Linked DNA regions of Mus musculus: region 1 is linked to region 2. Evidence: chromatin contacts called from public Hi-C data. All regions are on one chromosome and are shown on one strand. Each heading gives the region's core, a stretch centred on a gene start, on an enhancer-like site or on the middle of the called end of the contact. The rest is flanking DNA. Distances are from core to core; before and after follow the strand shown. Region 1 has its middle 63 kb from the start of Gprin3. Region 2 overlaps Gprin3 (GPRIN family member 3).

Region 1 (4,385 bases), core at 1,191-3,690, 70 kb after region 2:
CACTGGCTCTATTTTTTTCTCTTTGCAAATAATTTTTTTTAAAGATTTATTTATTTATTTTATGTATGTGAGTACATTGTTGCTCTTTTCAGCACACCAGCAGAGGGCATTGGAACTCATTATAGATGGCTGAGAAGCACTATGTGGTTGCTGGAAATTGAAAACAGGAGCAGTCAGTGCTCTTAACTACTGAGCCATCTCTCCAGTCTTGAAACTATTTTTTTAAGGGACTCTACTAATCCAATGTGACCTTACCTTGATTTGATGATATTTATGAAGACCATACTTAGAGGGCTACATTCAATGACACCAGGGATTCGAATCTGATCATATTGTTTCGAGACACAATTTCATATTCAGCTCACACTGTGCTTGCTTTTTGTTGCTTTAAAAAATATGGAAGACAAACAATTTAATGAAGTACTAAATTTGGCTCATGTTTTCAGAGCTTTCAGACCAAAAATGTACAATGAACATGTGTAATGTCTAGAGTGTGTATGGTGTTTAGTATATGTGTAATATCTAGTGTTTATATGATGCATACTGTGTGTCTGATATATAGTGCAAAATAATGATGTATAATATGTGTATAGGATATATATTGTACATATGTTGTACAGTGTGTGTGATGTATGATGTGTTTTTTATCTGTGTGTGATGCCCTGTGCTTGTGCTGTATGATGTATGCCATGTATAATGTGTTTCTATAATAGATATATATGAAGACTTGTGTTCTAGGTATGGAATATCATGTTTGTACATAATAGACAAGTAGGTTTCATTAGTGTTAAACTAAAGGTTTTGGATGTTAGGAAGACAAATTGTATATGGAGGGAGAGAGTATCATGAGAGACAATCCTACTCCTATTTGGAGCTCTGTTTATGAATACAATGTCTCACTGCCACTGTGTCTGCCATCGGTTATAAGAGATAAATTTTAGTTATATTTAAACAGCACTAAAGTCAGATGTATCTTTTAAATGGTGATTTCTTCCACTATTGTTGTCCAGAGAGCAGTTAAAATAGGTTGTGACTGGTTTGGATTCATAAACATGGGGAAAGCTTTATATATTTTAAGTCTATTTCAATTGACTTTCAGTCCAATTTTGATAACACACAAACTTTTTTTTATGATTTGAGTTCATTTATTAAGATTATGTTATATTTCAGTCTTAAAATTAAATTTTATTGCATATACACAAAACTGAAAACTGAATTGTAAGGTCTAAATGATGCTAAATGTATTCTTTCAATGAATGTGATAGTTATTTTATATTTTATGGAAGCCTGATGTCATAGCTCAGTTAGGGACATTTCTATAATATATAAAATAATGGCAGGGCTTCAAAAATCACATATTAAGGAAATATAATAATTTTTCCCTCAAATACATAGATATAAACTCCTCAAACCTACCCTTTCCTACCTTGTCTTCTAGACTGAGCATCCTGTACTATAGCATACCACTCTGTTACTAGGAAAGAGTATCTCTTTAGTATGGAATGAGCAGAGTCAGGGTGTCAAGGGAAAATGACCACACCAAAGGGAAAAATCTGAAGATACCTCAAGAAGCCCACCCATGTTACCATTGTTCAATCTACCATCTTGTGCAGTAGCCTCTGAAGCCTCCTTATAAACTTTGACTCCTCACTGTAGTCAGAAGAAAGGCTACAATTCCTGTCTGCAGATTTCATCTTGGTCTGGTCTGGCCTTTGTTCACTCTCATCTGCTTTTTCCTTTCTCCTTGATTCAGCCACAGCAAGCACTGCCTGCCCCTCCCCCTTTCTATCTCTGTGCTGGCTCTTCATTCCTTGCTGCTCTGTCTTTCTAGGGCATTGTTGTTTCTCCCCACTAAGCTCCCAGGACACAGTCTCAGGGTAAATTTCTTAACCTTGTTGATATAGATTTATGAACAAGTCCTCCGTATGTTTTGTTTGTATAATGTGTATAACTGAAATTTTCCTGTGTTCATCTGTCTTCTCACAAAGATATAATTCCTGTGGTCATATGGATGCAGAGGATTGATGTGTTTTTTTTTTATCATTACTTTTAAACACTGCTATCTTTAATGAATGAATAAGTACACTGTAGTTGAATGGCTTAATATGAGATGGGGAAAAAAGCCTCAATAGGTTGGGGAAATGTATTTATGTGAAATTGAAAAAAAAACATTTAAGAAGGAAATGGAAGCATAGAAAATCTAAATAGCAAGAAAAATGTTAACACACACACAAAAAAAGGAGTGACTGAATCAAGCAACGATGGTAGAGCTGGGCACAGATCGAAGCTGGCTGTGTTGATCATGTGAAACAGACACTGATTTGGGAGAAATATACAGATGGAAGAGCAGCTTGCAAGTCTTGAGATGAGGAGAGAGCACACATTATACCACAAGCCCATGTAAGGTTGAATGTGCAGCCAAACAGCTGAGTTCAGTTGTCTGGTGCTGGGAGGTGGCATCCACTATGTTGATTATGCATTCACATTTTCAGAATACTAAAGGCTATTGCTTATGAGGAACAGGCAGGCAGCAGTCTGGGTCAGAGTGTTCTGCATGCATTCAGAATCACAAGCCTTTCCACTTTGGAGCAAATCCATCAGTGACATTCTTTATTCAGTCTCTCCTGTCAAATGAATTTGTTCACAAATTGAGAGTTTTCCTGGTCTTGCTCTCAAGACAGCTTGGCTACTGTCCAAACTAAGAGCATGAAACATTTTTATGATGCCAGTTATAGGGACATTCCCATTTTATCTACGTTTTAAATTCTCAAAAGTTCTGCATTAAATCTCTCAAATTCTGTATTTAAATTCTTCACCAAACTGCACATTTTTAATAGTTCCCTACTCTAACGGTAGACCAACTTTTGAGGACAGTGAGCAGTCAACCTTGCCTGGATATTGTCCATCCCTGAAATTTCCTTTGCCAAATAATGGCCCACAACTTTTGAGTTCAGTCTCATAGAAGTTCTCAGAAAAGGGTAGAATACAGCTTGTTTGTTTTCTAGAATGTATCATAAGTGGCACTACACCAGTTATTAATAGAGTTCTTGTTCTCTTCTTAGACCTGAGTCAGATCTCCACTACTTAGATAGTCTTCTTGTTTTCCAATCTCCTCCTCAATGTCCTGTTCAGTTCCACTTACTACTTCCTGACTTTTTTACCTGCACCTCTAAATTGTCCTATTCTCCTTCTGCAAAGGCCTAAGAGTGATCCAGTCAGGCTTATCCTAGCAAACACTCTGATCTTGAATACCAGCTTTCTGTGTCAGTTACTATCTTATTGTTCTGAGAAAAAGCAAATTTAGGAATATATATTAGTTGCTCATTCCATTTTGGATCAGACCTCTCATTAATCTCCTTATCTATTTCAGCTCATGCCTTTGTTTTAAAATTAAACTTCTTGGTGCTTGTTGTCTCTTCAAAGGGCATGTAGTATGGTCTGTCATAGAAATAACCCATTCCCTGAAGCACCATGACTGAGTCAACCTAAAACATAGTTTAACTGGGCTTATGGTTCGATAGGGCTAGAATGCATGAAGGCACAATAAAGGCGTGGTAATTTTATGCTGAAGCAGCAGCTGAGAGAGGATGTCTTGATACTCACACAGGAGTCAGAGAACTAATTGAAAATGAAAGGAGACTTCTGAAAATTCAACGTCTGTGCCCAGTGATACATTTTCAACAATGCCACACCTCCTAATCCTTCCCAGACAGTTCCACCAACTGGTGTCCAAGTCAAACATATGAGCCCATGGGGTCATTATCTTTAAAATCAAATTTTTCTTTTTCAACGCTGTTTTTACAAATACAGCCAACCAAGGCAGGGAAGGCCTGGTGGCAGGAGCAGTTCCAGCTGCATCAGCTGGGCCATGAGGCAGCATTGTGTCTACAGCTAGGAAGCGGAGAGCAATGGGTACTGATGCTCAGCTCCCTTTCTCCCCTTTAACTAGCAAGAAAGATTATAATTAATAGGCTAATTGGGTACTGTACGCATTTACTGTTTCCTGTTATTTCGTTTTGTTTCTTAAATTGAGGTGTTATGTAATGTATTCCTATGGATTTATTCATTTTATGTCTTCTAAATACTTTCTGACCTTTCTTTTTCTGCTAGTGTTTTAATTTGGTATGTTTTGAATGCCAAGAGAGGCTAACAGTCTTGGCAGAAACAGGGCTTTTTTTTTTTTTTTAACTGTAGATTCAGGGAAGGACACAGGCGTGTGACTGGTTATAATGTGCAGAAATTATAAAAAAAAAAACTTAAAGTGAGCACAGGGAATAGAGTGGACAGGAGGACAGGATACACTCCTTTCTGGCTGACAATGGCATGGTAAATTATGACATTTTATAGAATTATGTATCACCAGCAAGCATGCAGCCCAGAAAGGC
Region 2 (4,933 bases), core at 29-2,528:
AGTTGAGAAAAGATGAGAGCCTGTCAGACCTATCGAGGCAGCTTTTGCTACTTAAAGATTGGCCTCTGATTAGCATCCTGTTGTTTCAAAGAGGTACATTTTAGTCAGGAGAGTGCCTAAAGAGAACAAAGCCCTGGGTTTGATTCCCATCACCACAGAACATGGTAATGTATACATTTCCCCCAACATTCTGCATGTAGAGACAGGAGGGTCAGAAGTTCAAGGTCATCTCCAACCACACAACCAGAGAGCAGCCTGAGATACAGGAAACCCTTTCTTAAAAACAAACAAACAGAATAAGCAGAGGGGCATTTGTCTTTCTGTGCAACACAGACTCATCAATTTTGACAAAAGTCACCTCATCTTTAGGCATATCAGTAGCACAATTCTGCCATCCAGTGTCAACTGTGTTAGTGATGAGCTTTGGAGAAGGGTTGTATGCACAACCCACATATCATCTTAGAGAGCATATCTCAGCCTTCATGACCCAGACAGGAACTGGGATATGTGTCCATGCTACTCTTGAGAATTTAACTCAAACACCCCTACTCAAAAGACTAGGACTTGCTCTGGGCTTTCAGAAGGTTATGCAAATATGCCATATAAACATATGATACATTTAAAATTATGTAAAGCAATTCAAGATAAAATCTGAGCCTTGGCTCTTTTCAGAAGAAAAAAAGATAAATTACTGTAAAAACTGATAATGATTTCAATTTTAAGACAGTTAAAATAAAGCAAGCAAGCCACCACATGAAAAAAGAAAACTCTGCTACTAATAGACTAGGTCAACTCAATTTGCATTCATTAAGCTTTTATATAATCTACATATTTTGAAAATGGAAACTTTTAAGCTTACCAATTCCTGGGAATTAGCTGTATGCAGGATAATTATCTTTCTGCTCTGTTGAGACCTGGAATTTAGAGTCCTATGGCACCCTAGGAATATCCAGTACAGTCCTAAGACCTGTACCTCTGAGTTCTGAGTGAATTTCAGAATAAAGCAGAAGGGTTAAATACAAGGAAACATCAAGGTCAGAAGGACAGCAGACAGAAGTGGAGACTGTAATAAAGTGACAGCATATGCAACTGTCTTGTGCCAGCCCAGACACTGTGGGCCAGTATTTCATGTTTTTATAATAGATGTCATCCTTGATGAAACACAAATATCTTGACGGTGGGCAATGATGCTTTTGCTGGGTTGCAGACTTGTGGGTTTCAGTTTCTAAGTGCCCAAGCCTGAGACCCACGCAGTGAAGATCTCTGGGATGCTTTCTTCTGTTCTGAGAATCTGACTAGAAATCATGGGCAGGTGGTGGGGATTGCAAAGTCTTTTGACACTCCTACTCAGAGCTCAGCAACTATCCCCCTACCTGTCAGATGTCTCTTCTCTGACTGCTTTCAGACAATGTTTAACATGAACATAAAACCAGCATCTAACTATTTATTTTGATTATCATTTTTAAGGAGAAATAATTTATAGAAGAGTTTTCTGAAGGGCAAGCTCAAATAATGATACACTAAGCATATGTTGAAACATTCATACTATGGATTCAATTATGTCATATCCAGTGCTGAAGAATCAAGGAGGGTTTATGGAAATAGCCGAGCATCAACTTATGATTGTATGCAGTGAGAAACTGACTTGGAGGTAATGAGCATTTATATATAAAAGCCGCACCTCAAAGACAAAACCAAATTTGAATGAAGCAGATCTCACAATAAACAGCACGAGCATTTCTGAACAATTTATACAAGCTTATCATGGGAAAGCACATTCTTATCACAGACTAACACAGATTGAGAACAACAAGAAATGTTTGTTTTATTCAGTATCTCTCTTCTACAGGGCCACAATTCAGAATGAAAATCTGGAATCAATGCCAAATTCTGCAGCGTGGAGAATTTGCATAGTGTATTCACTAAGAGCAGGGTATGGGCAGAGCTGGTTACACTTCAGAAATCAGTGGGCCACGAGTACTGAAACAAACATGCTCAGATTATGTAGAAAATAGAGTTAACACAAGTATTCTACTCCTTTAAGGATTGCATTTAATCTAAGTTGCACACACTATAATAAACTTCCCATTGACACAATATGACTTCTTAACATTTAGACTATTTATAATCAATAACCCTGAAAAATAATAAAGAATTATCAATATCTTGTGCATCACAAACTAGATTTCCTCCCACTTTGATGTTTTGTTTGCAATTTATGCTTAAAATATATTCTCGTAATCTTTCATAAAATTGTTAAATGCAAATGTGAATTTTGAAGGAGGATTGGAGCTCTGATAGCTGCTACTCAATCAACAACATCAGGTCCAAGAAATACCTGTGGCTTAGTCTTCTTCTGCTGTCTTTGAAATGGTTTTCTTGGTTCTGAAAGTGTCATGCCTGTGAATCCTGATTACAACAAACTTCCTAGCAGTAGCAAGCATGAAATGCATCCTCTTTAGGATCTAGAAATTAAGCATTTCAAATGGAACCCCTTCTGCTCAAGATTATCCAGCTGGTCTCCACAATTTTATTGACATCTCAGATTATAATGGCCGAGATGGTCTGAAGTCCACACAGCTGGGTCCACACATTGGCCTTAGTGAGTATAGTATACAGATTCTCGCCACTGCAAAATTCAGCATTTCCTTCCAAGTTTTCATTGTGAATTGTAGCTCAGTAGGAAACAGATACTGAATAAAACACAGAGATATTTTTCACTGTTCATCTTCCATTTTACTTTATGGTAAGAAACTTGTAACTTAAACTCCCCCTCAATTTTAAAGGAAAACTAAATAATTAGTCTTTTCTCCTGCCTCCAAGGATCCAAGGAGGGGACTCTAACAGCAAGCAGCCACACTCATCTTCCCCTGCTCCTCGCCCCAATGGCCATCCTCACCCTGTGCCTGGGCTCTAACTTCACAGAGACTCCTCTGCAACTTTATAATTCTCCAAAATCTTTTGGAAAATACACATACACAAACACATACACGTATACTTATACGCAGATTTCTAAGCTCCACCTCTGAATTTGGTATTAGAAACCACGAGGTCATTTCATTTAGTCCTCTTGCCATGGGTCAGTTATTACTGTCTATAATTAATGGTCTGAGCTTAAGTTCTGATGAGTTTCAAGATAAGGGAATTTAATTACAAGCTTGAACACTGGAGTGCTACCACTGTGTTGCTAGCTCCAACATATGCCCAATGAAAAAGTTGTGAGTGGTTTTCTCACTGGGATTCAGCACACTAAGTCATGTAAACTGTAAGGTTATATATGCATTTCCTCATGGATTTCAAGAATGCCTTTTCAAGTCCAATGCAGCCTTCAATATTATCATCCTAAACCTGACTTGAGTGCTAAAGCATCAGATTACTACTAATCTAAACATTCTATTGTAGGAAAGAAGGATGAGCATGCTGTCCAGGATGGAATAAGAAAACACCTAAGTTCTTATATTTGACTCCAAGTCAAAGAATTCATGCTGCTGAGTCTGTGTCCTGGCATTGTTGTTCTGAATAAAGACAAAGACGTAGCTTCATTCAGAAGGGCTCAATATCACAGCATGTTTTTATTCCAGAGCAGAAACAGCAAGAGCTTGGAGAAATTCAAAGAGTTTTCAGAGGCTCAAAACCTTTCTCTTCTTACTTTTCTACCCACATAAGCAGTAGGCCACCTACAGCAGAACATGCAGGTGCTAATTGCCTTTTTAATTATTAATCTTTATTGCACTACATTGACTAATTGATTGATTGATTGAGTGACTGGTTGAGTATGTGGGAGAGGCAGGGTGCACTCCCTGGAGGTTCCCTTTTAGTCCTAGGGGTGGCCTTTTCAGTGATACAGCTTTGTTGCACCTCAAAGTGTGTAAAAGCCTGTGTGTGGATCTCTTACTTCAACCGCTGTATCTTGCAAACTAGAAGCCTCTCTATCACCTAAAGCACTAACACTCAGACTACTCAGGACATGGGCAACAGGAAGTACACACTTACACACCATGGTTCATTATGTACATACACGCAAACAGACCATTTAAAAGTTCCCTGGGCAGCATCTATTCTTGTGAAATAAAACTCAGATCACTAGGCTCAGCAGCAAGGGCTTTTATCCACTGAGCCATTTTGCCAAACCAAGAAGTTCACACAAACGTATTTAAACATTGCACTAAGATGACAGTGAAAACACAAAACAACCAAAGGAAAGAAAATATGGCGTATGCTGTGCTCCCATTTGGTGCTTGTGGCTGCTTAGTGATGGTGCCCAGCCTGGGATTCTGCTCCTGATGGGTGCTCCCTTTTTGAACTTGTGACAATCACCTTATCACCCCCTGCCCCTCTGTTCCAATGACTGGAGCTGTGTTCTGAGAAGTGAGTCATGCTACACTGTGGTACATCTTGTCAATAGTCAGTAGTTCAGTTATCATATTCAACTGAGTCCAGGTCCAACAAGAAAATGATGGCAACAAGAAGAAAATGTCAGAAAAGGACAGGTTCATGTGGTCATGGCCATTCTCACTAGATTTTCTTAAAGTACAAGTATTAAGAAAATAAATTTTAGAAATAAAATAATTAACAACATAAAATGCTGTCTATATAGAACTAGCAAATAAGAGAGCAGTTATAGGGAGGAGAGGAGGAATGGCAAGCTGTAGGGCAAATGATACACACTTGAAGACCTAAGACCTGTAGGAAGAACAAGTTTAAAGATCTTGGGTACCGCTTGAAGGCTGCCGTTAATAGCAACATGCGGTATTCCAGAGTTTTGCTACATTACTGAGTGTTGCTGTTGCTAGGCAGGGTGGCTTGGGGATGCAGAGTAGGGGGTGAGAAGTGGGCAGCTGGGGCTTGATTCATGAGTGGATGGTTTCTTTGTAGTAAATATCTATTTTCTACATGTTTACTTACCACCCTTGTCTCACCGCCCACTCAATCC

Evidence for each region. A called contact is a pair of places that touch in the nucleus more often than the background predicts.
Region 1: a contact with region 2 is called in a Hi-C map of cortical neurons, with 1.8 times the contacts expected there. The contact joins two enhancer-like sites. A contact is called at or near these places in 4 of 39 promoter capture datasets (the 3T3-L1 cell line, 3T3-L1-derived adipocytes and liver), 14 of 484 Hi-C or Micro-C datasets (CD8 T cells, LSK cells, Sertoli cells and 9 more) and 3 of 115 datasets of contacts at active chromatin or transcription factors (CD8 T cells, neural progenitor cells and regulatory T cells).

Annotation. Positions count from the first base shown.
Region 1 is chr6:59,486,806-59,491,190 of GRCm38.p6, forward strand. No RefSeq gene overlaps it. Among named protein-coding and RNA genes, the nearest start is that of Gprin3, 63 kb to the left of the region's middle. Within about 2 kb of position 2,441, at least 15 of the 459 cell types and tissues checked have an H3K27ac peak or open chromatin away from gene starts, as enhancers often do. A contact at or near this core is called in cortical neurons, where this site is marked.
Region 2 is chr6:59,417,558-59,422,490 of GRCm38.p6, forward strand. All of the region lies in intron 1 of Gprin3 (GPRIN family member 3), which reads right to left. Among named protein-coding and RNA genes, the nearest start is that of Gprin3, 6.3 kb to the right of the region's middle. Within about 2 kb of position 1,279, at least 12 of the 459 cell types and tissues checked have an H3K27ac peak or open chromatin away from gene starts, as enhancers often do. A contact at or near this core is called in cortical neurons, where this site is marked.